3 separate regions of the Gossypium hirsutum genome follow, and regions 1 and 3 are each linked to region 2. Evidence: chromatin contacts called from public Hi-C data. All regions are on one chromosome and are shown on one strand. The core of a region is the stretch at or near the end of the contact, and the rest is flanking DNA. Distances in the headings are between cores, read along the strand shown.

The links. A called contact is a pair of places that touch in the nucleus more often than the background predicts.
Region 1: a contact with region 2 is called in a Hi-C map of leaf, with 2.2 times the contacts expected there. The contact joins the enhancer-like site here to the promoter of LOC107886300 in region 2. A contact is called at or near these places in 10 of 34 Hi-C or Micro-C datasets (callus, fibers, hypocotyl and 2 more).
Region 3: a contact with region 2 is called in a Hi-C map of leaf, with 2.5 times the contacts expected there. The contact joins the promoter of LOC107886292 here to the promoter of LOC107886300 in region 2. A contact is called at or near these places in 6 of 34 Hi-C or Micro-C datasets (callus, hypocotyl and leaf).

What each region holds. Positions count from the first base shown.
Region 1 is chrA03:88,726,225-88,729,481 of Gossypium_hirsutum_v2.1, forward strand. No RefSeq gene overlaps it. Among protein-coding and RNA genes, the nearest start is that of LOC107886291, 140 kb to the right of the region's middle. Within about 2 kb of position 1,962, at least 7 of the 9 cell types and tissues checked have an H3K27ac peak or open chromatin away from gene starts, as enhancers often do. A contact at or near this core is called in fibers, hypocotyl and leaf, where this site is marked.
Region 2 is chrA03:88,183,501-88,186,742 of Gossypium_hirsutum_v2.1, forward strand. It overlaps LOC107886300 (protein C2-DOMAIN ABA-RELATED 9), which reads left to right and starts at 1,508. Exons shown (of 3, transcript XM_016810200.2): 1 at 1,508-1,909. The coding sequence starts at 1,796. It overlaps LOC107886299 (a long non-coding RNA gene), which reads left to right and starts at 127. Exons shown (of 2, transcript XR_001680706.2): 1 at 127-594; 2 at 883-1,184.
Region 3 is chrA03:88,987,102-88,989,960 of Gossypium_hirsutum_v2.1, forward strand. It overlaps LOC107886292 (protein ESMERALDA 1), which reads right to left and starts at 1,341. Exons shown (of 10, transcript XM_016810191.2): 1 at 688-1,341. The coding sequence starts at 1,053.

The DNA of each region.
Region 1 (3,257 bases), core at 712-3,211, 540 kb after region 2:
TCTGGAGTAGTCCTTTAGAAATTCTTCCTTGAACAGTAAGCTTAATAATGAAAAGGGAAACAGGTTAACAAAAGGACTTAAGGAGTTCAAGAAAAAAAGTATCAATAGATATTAATATTTCAAACAGATTCTTTCAAAGATTCGAACACAATAACATAATTCTCTAGATGAGGAGCACCATATACAGACAAACTATACGTCGATTTACTTTTCCTTTGGTGTATACAATACGCCCATATGACCATTCAGACAACCCTTCTTCATGTTAGCCACGTACTCAAATCCATAGTCAAATTCATATAATTCACTCCATTCATTATTCCTTTGGTTTGTATCCTTTATTGAGATTTGCTAATCTCTTTTGAAACATACATTTTCCTTAACAAAAGCTACATAACCATTTTCATGTATCATGATCTGCCACTTCAATGTACATTCCATCGAAGGCAATGCCATGAATATATTTTTTTAACATCATTTCCAGGAATCAGTCCATATCATTCTTGTCAGAAGCAGAAGGTTGTGGCTTAAGCATGAAGAATGGTTCTTACGCTTTAACATAAACATAACAGACTCTAACTAACAACTCTTGAACACCCTTTCTCATATACACATTACACCTTTACAGAGTATAAGTACTTACCTTACATGAAATATAAAACAAGAATATTATACACACATGTAAGTAAGAAGAAACTCATCAAAAATACAACAAAGTCTAGATGGTAGGACCTTTTCCTTTGCCAGTCGGACCTTCTATAACATCTTAAGCTAAAATATGGATGATTAAGCTTAACAAATCATTACACAATTGAATCCAAACATGCAAGCAGAATTAATAGTATGTATATAACTATGAAAATAACCTAGGGTTCATCAATATTTACCAGAGAATTAAAAACAAATGTGGGAGTTGGCTAAGTACAGTGAACCCAACTTCAGAAAGATTTTTGGGCTTAAGCTTTTAAAAGAGAATTAGAGAAAATCAAGAAGAAGACGAATGCAAAGAAAATGCAAAGTTTATTGGTCAAGACACAGATACTCTTATATATTTAAGCACGGAGACAAGGTTTAGTGGAAGAATAAGATTATTCCACTAACACCCTTGGCTCTCGTGATTAAGTGCACTTATTATAATTTAAGTCTTATCAACTATAGTATCATAGTTCCATTCTAACCTGTTCTGACTAGATTAATTAAATAGTCTTTCTAAAATAGCAAAAAAATCTATTAAACTATGAATTTAATATCTTCGTCAAAACATCTAGAGTGGCATATACTCAACAAAAGAATCCACCAATCTATAGATCTCGCTAAAACATAGGATTCGCCAATGACAACTAATACTTAACCAAAACTACGCTTAGTCCAATAAACGGTAACCATATTAAAGCCTTCGTCGGGTGGGTTATTACATACTGTTCACCATATTATCAATGGAATCCGAAATTAGGACCCCTTTATTACTTGATATCTTGAACTGGTTTCCTCGATCCCGAATTGTCTTGTTAAGCTTCATACCATTCTTAGCACCATCAGCTTTACTTTTAACAAATCGGCCTTGAGTACTTCTCTCAACACCATCCAACACTTCAACTCGGTTACTATCCAACCCTTCCAGTTGGTTCATATTAGCATTTTCTTTAAATACCATCGCCGAATGTTTTAAGGGATCTAGTACGTCTTCTTTTAATGCCACCGCCACCCTAAGGCCCTTCAAAAATTGGATTAAAATGAAAAAACAAATTTGTTGTAGAAGCTTCAACTGGCCTACTGCCACTTGCACCGATCGACTCACCTAGACTACTACTGAAACCTGCATGGACGATAGTAGCTGCATTCAAACCACCTTTTTCCAGCTGGGCTAAAATTGATTTAGAAGGACCCCCACAATCCTCAATAGCAGCCGCCGACCTATTAACCAAATTAACAAAACCCATATCATTAGCCTGGGCCACCTCTTTCCCATGAATTTTTGAAAGTGAGCCCACTGCTCCCTTTTTATTACAAAAGCCCACTGCACTGGCCTGCCTAGATTCTTTCCTATCATTTCCAGCATACTGTTGATGTCCTTTAAGCCCTTGTCGCTACACCTCTTTATCATTTCCCTCCTGCACAACCTCTAAATCAGATTTGTTTCCTTTATTTTCATTAACGACAGCAAGAATGCTAAAACTTGATTCTCCAATATTAATCACTGAATTTATGTTGCTATTTTTCCAAAAATCCCTAGGATTACGACGTTGTATCCTCTCAACGGTGATCCATGGACCCTAAACCCCTCCTTCATTCATTCCATCATCTTCCACCATGACCGCATCAGTGCCCAGAGTTCCTCCACCATTCGATGATCCCTTCCCATCAACCCTTGGAGCAGTTTCCTCTTTTGGAAAAAGGTCTTTCACATGTCCATATCGGCCACACAGAAAGTAGACCATTGGCAAGTCTTCATACTCTACCCATTGAAAAATTCCATTAATCTAAACTTGGGATACCAATGGCTTATCCAAATTCACAGAAACCGCCATACGAGCGAAACGGCCTCTTGCTCCAAAATTTGTCTTAAAGTCTAGCTTCACAAGTTTTCCCATCATTGCTCCAATCTCCCACAAAATCTTTGGGTTATACATATGACTCGGAAGACCTGGAAAGCATATCCATGACATTACAAAACTTGGAAAAGATTGAGCAGGATTGAAATCTATAGTCCATGGTTGTACCATTAAATATTGTCCGTAGATAACCCAAGGACCTTGGCACAATATTTTTTCATAATCTTCATTGCTCCAGAATTTAGTGAAAAAGTATCCATTTTTAATATCCATGAGTTGGAATGACAAAGAAGTTTTTGAGAGGGTTGACAGCTTATTCTTTTATATTCGTGTGGCTAATATTTCGACTTAAGAGCTTGATCACAACTGTATTAGCCATATTCGTAACTAATAAGTGTTGGACCCTCTCCAAGAAGACAATCGAGGGTATGCCATTAACAAAAGACCTCGTAATGTCCCCTTCCTCAAAATCAAAAATCATCTTCTATTCCCAAGCTCGTTACCACATTTCGTTTTTCACTTCAACAGATCCTTTTCCCATTAATCTTTCTTTCCAAGATAATGGTGGATCAGGGTTCAAATCCATTGCCATTCCAACATCCGTTTCAATTCCCTGTTCCTTAAGGCAAACTTTTTTGGTGATAACATCCTCAACCAATCTCACCTTATCCCCATCACTCTCGTCGGAAGAAACCATCGAAAAAA
Region 2 (3,242 bases), core at 258-2,757:
TGTAAATAAAATAAATTATTGGGATAAAAATAGGGACCAACGTGTGACACGTGCGAATTCACAGGGATCAAATCTGGAAATATTCCAGATCCCAAAACGCAGTGTTTAGACACAAGTTAAGCTGCAATGACGCACAAATCCCAGGGATAAATTAAAAAAATAAAGAAAATGTGGACAGGGCCTAATTGAATGTTAGCACGAAAAAGGAAGGACCAACGCGCAAATATTCCCTCTCCACGGAAATGCGCGGACCCTAGGGGCAAAGGATCGGGTCGGGTCAGATAGGCTTATGCGACGTCATTTTTGAGGCCATGGGAACAAGCCTTAAATGACGCCGTTCCCACGCACATATAAAACCCCCTTTATACCGTATCCCCTCATTGCTCCAAACCCTAACCTCCTCCTTTGTACGAGCCTCAAAAGACCCTAGCCGCCATTTGACCACCCCGAATGGTGATCAACGGAGGGAGATCTGCTCGCTCGCTAACCCTGCTTAGGTCCTTGCCTTAAGGACCACCGATTTCAAACCCAAAATCCCATCTCGACTACGATTAAAGCGAAGGAAATAAGGACTCCACTGGTTCGTTCGTATAGGTAAACCTCTTTACTTCCTTTTACAATTTTTATACTCAAAATACACAGTATGTGAAACCAAAGAAACAAAAAACGAAGAGGAAAACAATCGGAAAAGAAGAACCAAATCTGAAAATCACGTTTTGATTTTTGGTTGCTTTTTTGTATTTCAATGCGCGTATATTGTGCATAAAAAAATTACAATGACAAAGTTTTTGGCTTTATAGCCAAATGATGAAAACTAAAAAAAATACAATCTTTTTGTCCCTTCTTTCTTTGTTTTGCTGTTGTTTTTGTCCCTTTTTGCAGCTACGGGGTGTGTGTGGCGCGTGTACGGGGGCTGTGCGCTGGCGTATGGAGGCGTGGGGGTGGCTGTGGTGCCAGGAGGCCGTACGGCACTGGCGGTTGGGGCCTGGCTGCGGCGCAAGAGGTAGAAACCCTAGGGTTTATGTTTCTAAAGTATTTTGGGCCGTTTGGGCCAATGTAATTTTGGGTCTAGGTTTATTTGGGCTTGTATTGGGTTTGGGCTATGGACCATTTGTAATTTAGGTTTTAATTTTGGGCCCTGGACTATTTAAAATTAGACTTTATAATACTTTTATTATAATTTATTCTCTCCTTTTTTTGTTTTGTGTTTATAAAGGCCCGGGCCAAAATTGGGCCTTACATATATTATATTCAAACATATAAGTTAAATTTTACCAGGTGACACATCTCAATAAAAAATTTTATAAATTGTATAATTTCACATCAATTATATCATATGCCTATATATATTATATACAAACATATAAATTTTGGAAGTAGTCATTTAATTTCTATATTCTAATTTAATTAACTAAAAGTTTAAAACAACACCAATGGTTAATATTTATTGTAAACTTGTTGTGATCAAGATGATGACATAAATAGGCAAGAAAGCGGTGAACCACTCATCTTTCTAAAATTTAGATGTTCATTGATTATGGATTTTGACATTTTCTGTTATATTTTTTAAAAATGAATGAACCACAAGACGCTAGAAAGAAGGTCGAGTCTATAGACAGTGGAAATTAAAGATTCCTTCCAATTCCAAACGATTTGTTTCTCATTTGTCAAGTTTATTATTTTTATTCCAATACATTGGTATTCTTCCAAGAAAAAGGAAGTAAAAGAAAGTTGTTTCAGATTATTGTTTTGTTTGGATTGTAATATCTAGAAAAAAAACAACGTGTTTGTTGCAATGGATACGTTGGGACTTCTCAGAATTAGGGTTCGAAGAGGCTACAATCTTATTATTCGTGATAAGATAGCGTCTAGCAGTGATCCTTATGTTGTCATCACCACCACTCAACAGGTTTGTTGTGTTTCCTTCATCCCCTCTCAACTTAGGAGAAATTTGATTGTGTTACTTTCTACTTTTAACTATACTTCTGCTCAATGCTTCAAAAGGTCTGAAAAGTTATGTTGGAAAAAATTCTCAAAATTTACAATCAAGTACTCGTTCCCAAATGAGTACTCATGTTAAAATCGGTTGCTATTGTATTACCCAGAGCGCTTCTTTTTTTTTTTCCTAGAACAAGTTGACAATTGCCTATTGTTATTTCACAAATGAGCACTCATATCTCAACTTAAGCCTATTGTTTTCATAAATTTTTATATTTTTATAATTTCTAATATTTTTTAAAACTTTTTTTTAAAATATTACTCTTTTTTGTTTTGTTTCACACACAGTCCTACATCATACCTAAATCTATTCTTATTAACTTCCCTCTCGTCGCGTCTTCTCAACTAAAATAATTACTCACCACTCATCTTCAATCACCAAACACTAAACTCATTGCCTCTTGGACCTCCTACTCAGCACCCTATACAAGTCTATCACCATCACACTTCAAGTTCACCATTAAAACCAAATCCAAGCACTCCAAATAACAAAAATTTTCTACAATTTTATTACAATTTTATAATTTTTATAACTTTTTAATACTTTTAATAAGTTTTTATAACTTTTTAAAATTAATTTATATATATTTATATAATTTCTTATAGTTTTATTTTATTTTATAAGTTCTATAATTTTATATTATTTATATAACAGTTTGATATCTTTTTCATAACATATTAATAATATTTTATAATTTTTTAATATTTAATAACATTTATAGTTTTTCTATAATTTTTATTTTTTCCAAGAAAAAATTATAAGATTTAACAATTTTGAAACTTAAATAATTAAAATTCAATTAAGCCCAAGAAAAATAATTAAGATCAATTAAGCCATCCATGTTACCATTTTTCCACATCAAATGCCATGATAGTCACCACCATCATTATTTTTACACATCAATTACCACATTAGCACTCAATGGTCCATTTGGGGCTTGATAGAAAACCATATTCTAATGGCTTAATTGATTGCTAACTTTTGATTAAGGACTCAATTGATTGCACTTTTTGACAAATGAATCAATTGATTTTTTTTTAAAATTATTTTAAAAGAGCTTTTTTAATACTTTAGCCTTAGAATTATAATTAATAGTGGGCTAAAAACTGAAATATATCCAGACTTAGGTCGGAATAAATGTGGACAGGACCCATATTTAACTTTAAAATAATCTAGGAAAGAATTGACGTATAACATTTGTACAAGGTTGAACTTGAACTTGGGAAAATCTCAGTGACATAAT
Region 3 (2,859 bases), core at 91-2,590, 800 kb after region 2:
TTTGATTTATTCATATTCCGCTTCTGTAAAAGACTAATATCTAATAATCAAGTTAGATTTAGAAGAAGCAAGTCATCAACAATCCACCAGTGCTGCTCTACCTAAAGATTAAATCAATCAACGGAAGCTTCTGGATTCAATTCACTTAAGCTGCAATTATTTTTACTACAATATATAAAGAAATGCAGTTTCCATGTTCTTCAGATCCAGATACGATCCCAAAGATTGTTACAGCTGGAAATGAAACATGTACAACAAGACACAAGGGTCTACTTCCTCAGCAACCAACAGTGATTTTTTTATTAACAAAAAAAGGAATAATGCTAAAAATGATTCCTTGATTCAGCATTCTATTTCTCGGTAATCTTCAAAATGAGAAAAAAATTTTAAAATCTTTACCGTATTTCTAAATTTCAAGGAAATATTCGGAAATCTAAAGTCTAACACATTATCAATAACACAACAGAAAAAAGGCAACTATATTATCCAAGTCCCTCAAATTCTACCAAGATCCAAACCAAGAAGGAAAAGAAATGAAACAAAAACTCGAAATTCAAAATGGTTCAAAAGACAAATCCGAGCCAAAAGTGAAAATCTTACAAAAAAAAAAACTCGACCCGCAATAATAAGATCCAAGAAGCCATCAGAATTGAGTAAAAAGGAACAAATAAAAAATAAGTGACTCACCGCATCAGCAGAGGAATTATCGGCATTCATATCAATTTTAAGCTTCTCATAAAGCTCGGGACTCCGGTAAACAGAGCCGGGTGCGGGTCGGTGTTTAATAACGGGAACCACATCAAAAGAAACGGTGCCCATGTAAAGAAGCATCCCAGAGATGTAAATGAGAGGAGCAAAGAGAAAAATCCCTTGTCGACGAAGAAGAACCGAAAGAAGTAACCAAGCGAGACGGTGGGCTATGGTCCGCCCCGGTTGGAACGGGCTAAACCGACCCGACTTCCTTCCGTGGCGGTACCTCGGTGACCGTAGTGGTGACGCCGGCGGTGATGGGGTGCTGTGGCCGCTACTTGGAATCCTATTTTTTGCGTGCATTTGAAAAAACAAAAAAAAAAGGAAAGAAGAAATTGTTTCTCTGTTTATTTTAAATTCTATATATATATATTTCACCTTTAATGGTTACGTTATAGAGGAAGATGAAAGCTTTGTATTTTCTTTTTCCTTTCTCTCCTGTTGGTGGGGACGAGAGAAAGAAAAGAAAAGATAGAGTAAGAGCCGAAGAGGAATTTTTTTTCTTTTCTTTATTTGAATTTTTGGGTGTAAATTGGATGTTTGTAGTGATCGAAAGGAAAGGGGAGAGAAAGAGGATAGCACGTGCAAGTGGTGTTTGGGAGGGAGGGTGGGAGGGAGGGAGGGAAAATAATAATAGGAGGTGTGTTTGGAAGGGAAAAGTGTTCTTTTTTATTCCAAACTCACTCACATCACATGTTTTATCCTCTCTCTTTTTTCTTTTTTTTATTGAAAAAACTCCGTTCTTCTTACTTCATTCCATTCTTCTTACTTCATTCTTAGGCATCAATCTTGACGTTTTGAAGTTAAAATGGAAGTTTTGGTCAATATTTTTTATTTATTAAGGATAAATTATAAAAATAGTCATTTTTATTTACTTAAGATTATATTTTAATAATTTAAGTATTTTAGTTATTTGATCGTTTTGTTATAAAGTGGTCACTCTACTATTAAACTCTACTACCTCCCTAACAACAGTCCTATGTAGTAGTCTAAATAAGTTTTAAATATCAACTTAGATATCCAATTGTTAGGATGAAAATATATTTTTAATTAAATAAATTTAATTTGAACTGCCACATAGGACAGCCATTAGGGAAGTAATGAAATTTAACGGTAGGATGACTACTTCGTAACAAAATGATAACATAAATAATTAAAACGTAATATTTCAAATGCTAATAACTAAACTATAATCTGAGACAAATAAAAGTGACTATATTTATAGTTTACTCTTATTGTAATTAAACACCTTGCATTGTGTATTTCATAAGCTTTTATCTCTTTTTCTTCTCATAATTTTACTTTTCAGATTTTTCAATTAAGAAAGGGAGACTTAATTTGGATATCGTGGTTTAATTACTAGCTAATTAAGTTTTTCTCCATCAATATTGATCTCCTATAAAATGCTTTTATTGGAAATTGGTTTCCTAAAATAAAAAATCAGACAATGCTATAATTGGTATTGGGTTCAAGCATCGACTTAGAAGAATTTACTCTTTTTTTTCACTTTATTTTTATGGCATCACAGTGAAGTCATCTTGTGAAAAAAGTTTAAAGATAAATTTAGTTACTAATATTTACATATTTTATTAAAATAGTTATAATTGTATTTTTGAAATTTTTTTTGCCATCAACTTTTAATTTTTTTAAACTATTTTTTCTAATAAATTTAATGAATTCAAATTTTTTTAAAAAAAAGTTTCAATCTTTTATATATTTGTTTATTGAGAAGTTTTTCTACTGAGTTAATTTTTTTAGATAATTACATTTATTTTCTTTAAATTAAGAGTTTTTTTAATTTAATGTATTATTTATTTTTTTATTTTTTTACATGTAATTAACTTATAGGGTTATTTATGTAATACATCTCATTAAAAATATTCTACATATGAAATTTCACACCATCCTTATTAACTTTGTTAACATTACTTTCATTAAATTTGTTAGAAAAAACAGTTTGAAAAAAAAAGTTGATGATAAAAAATGCTCAAAAATACAATTAGGGTCATTTTGACAAAACATGCAAATATTAGTGGCCAGTTTTGCCATTAAGCCAAACTTAAAAGATCTTTTAAAATGAAAAAGAATTACAAAAAGTTAATAAAATTA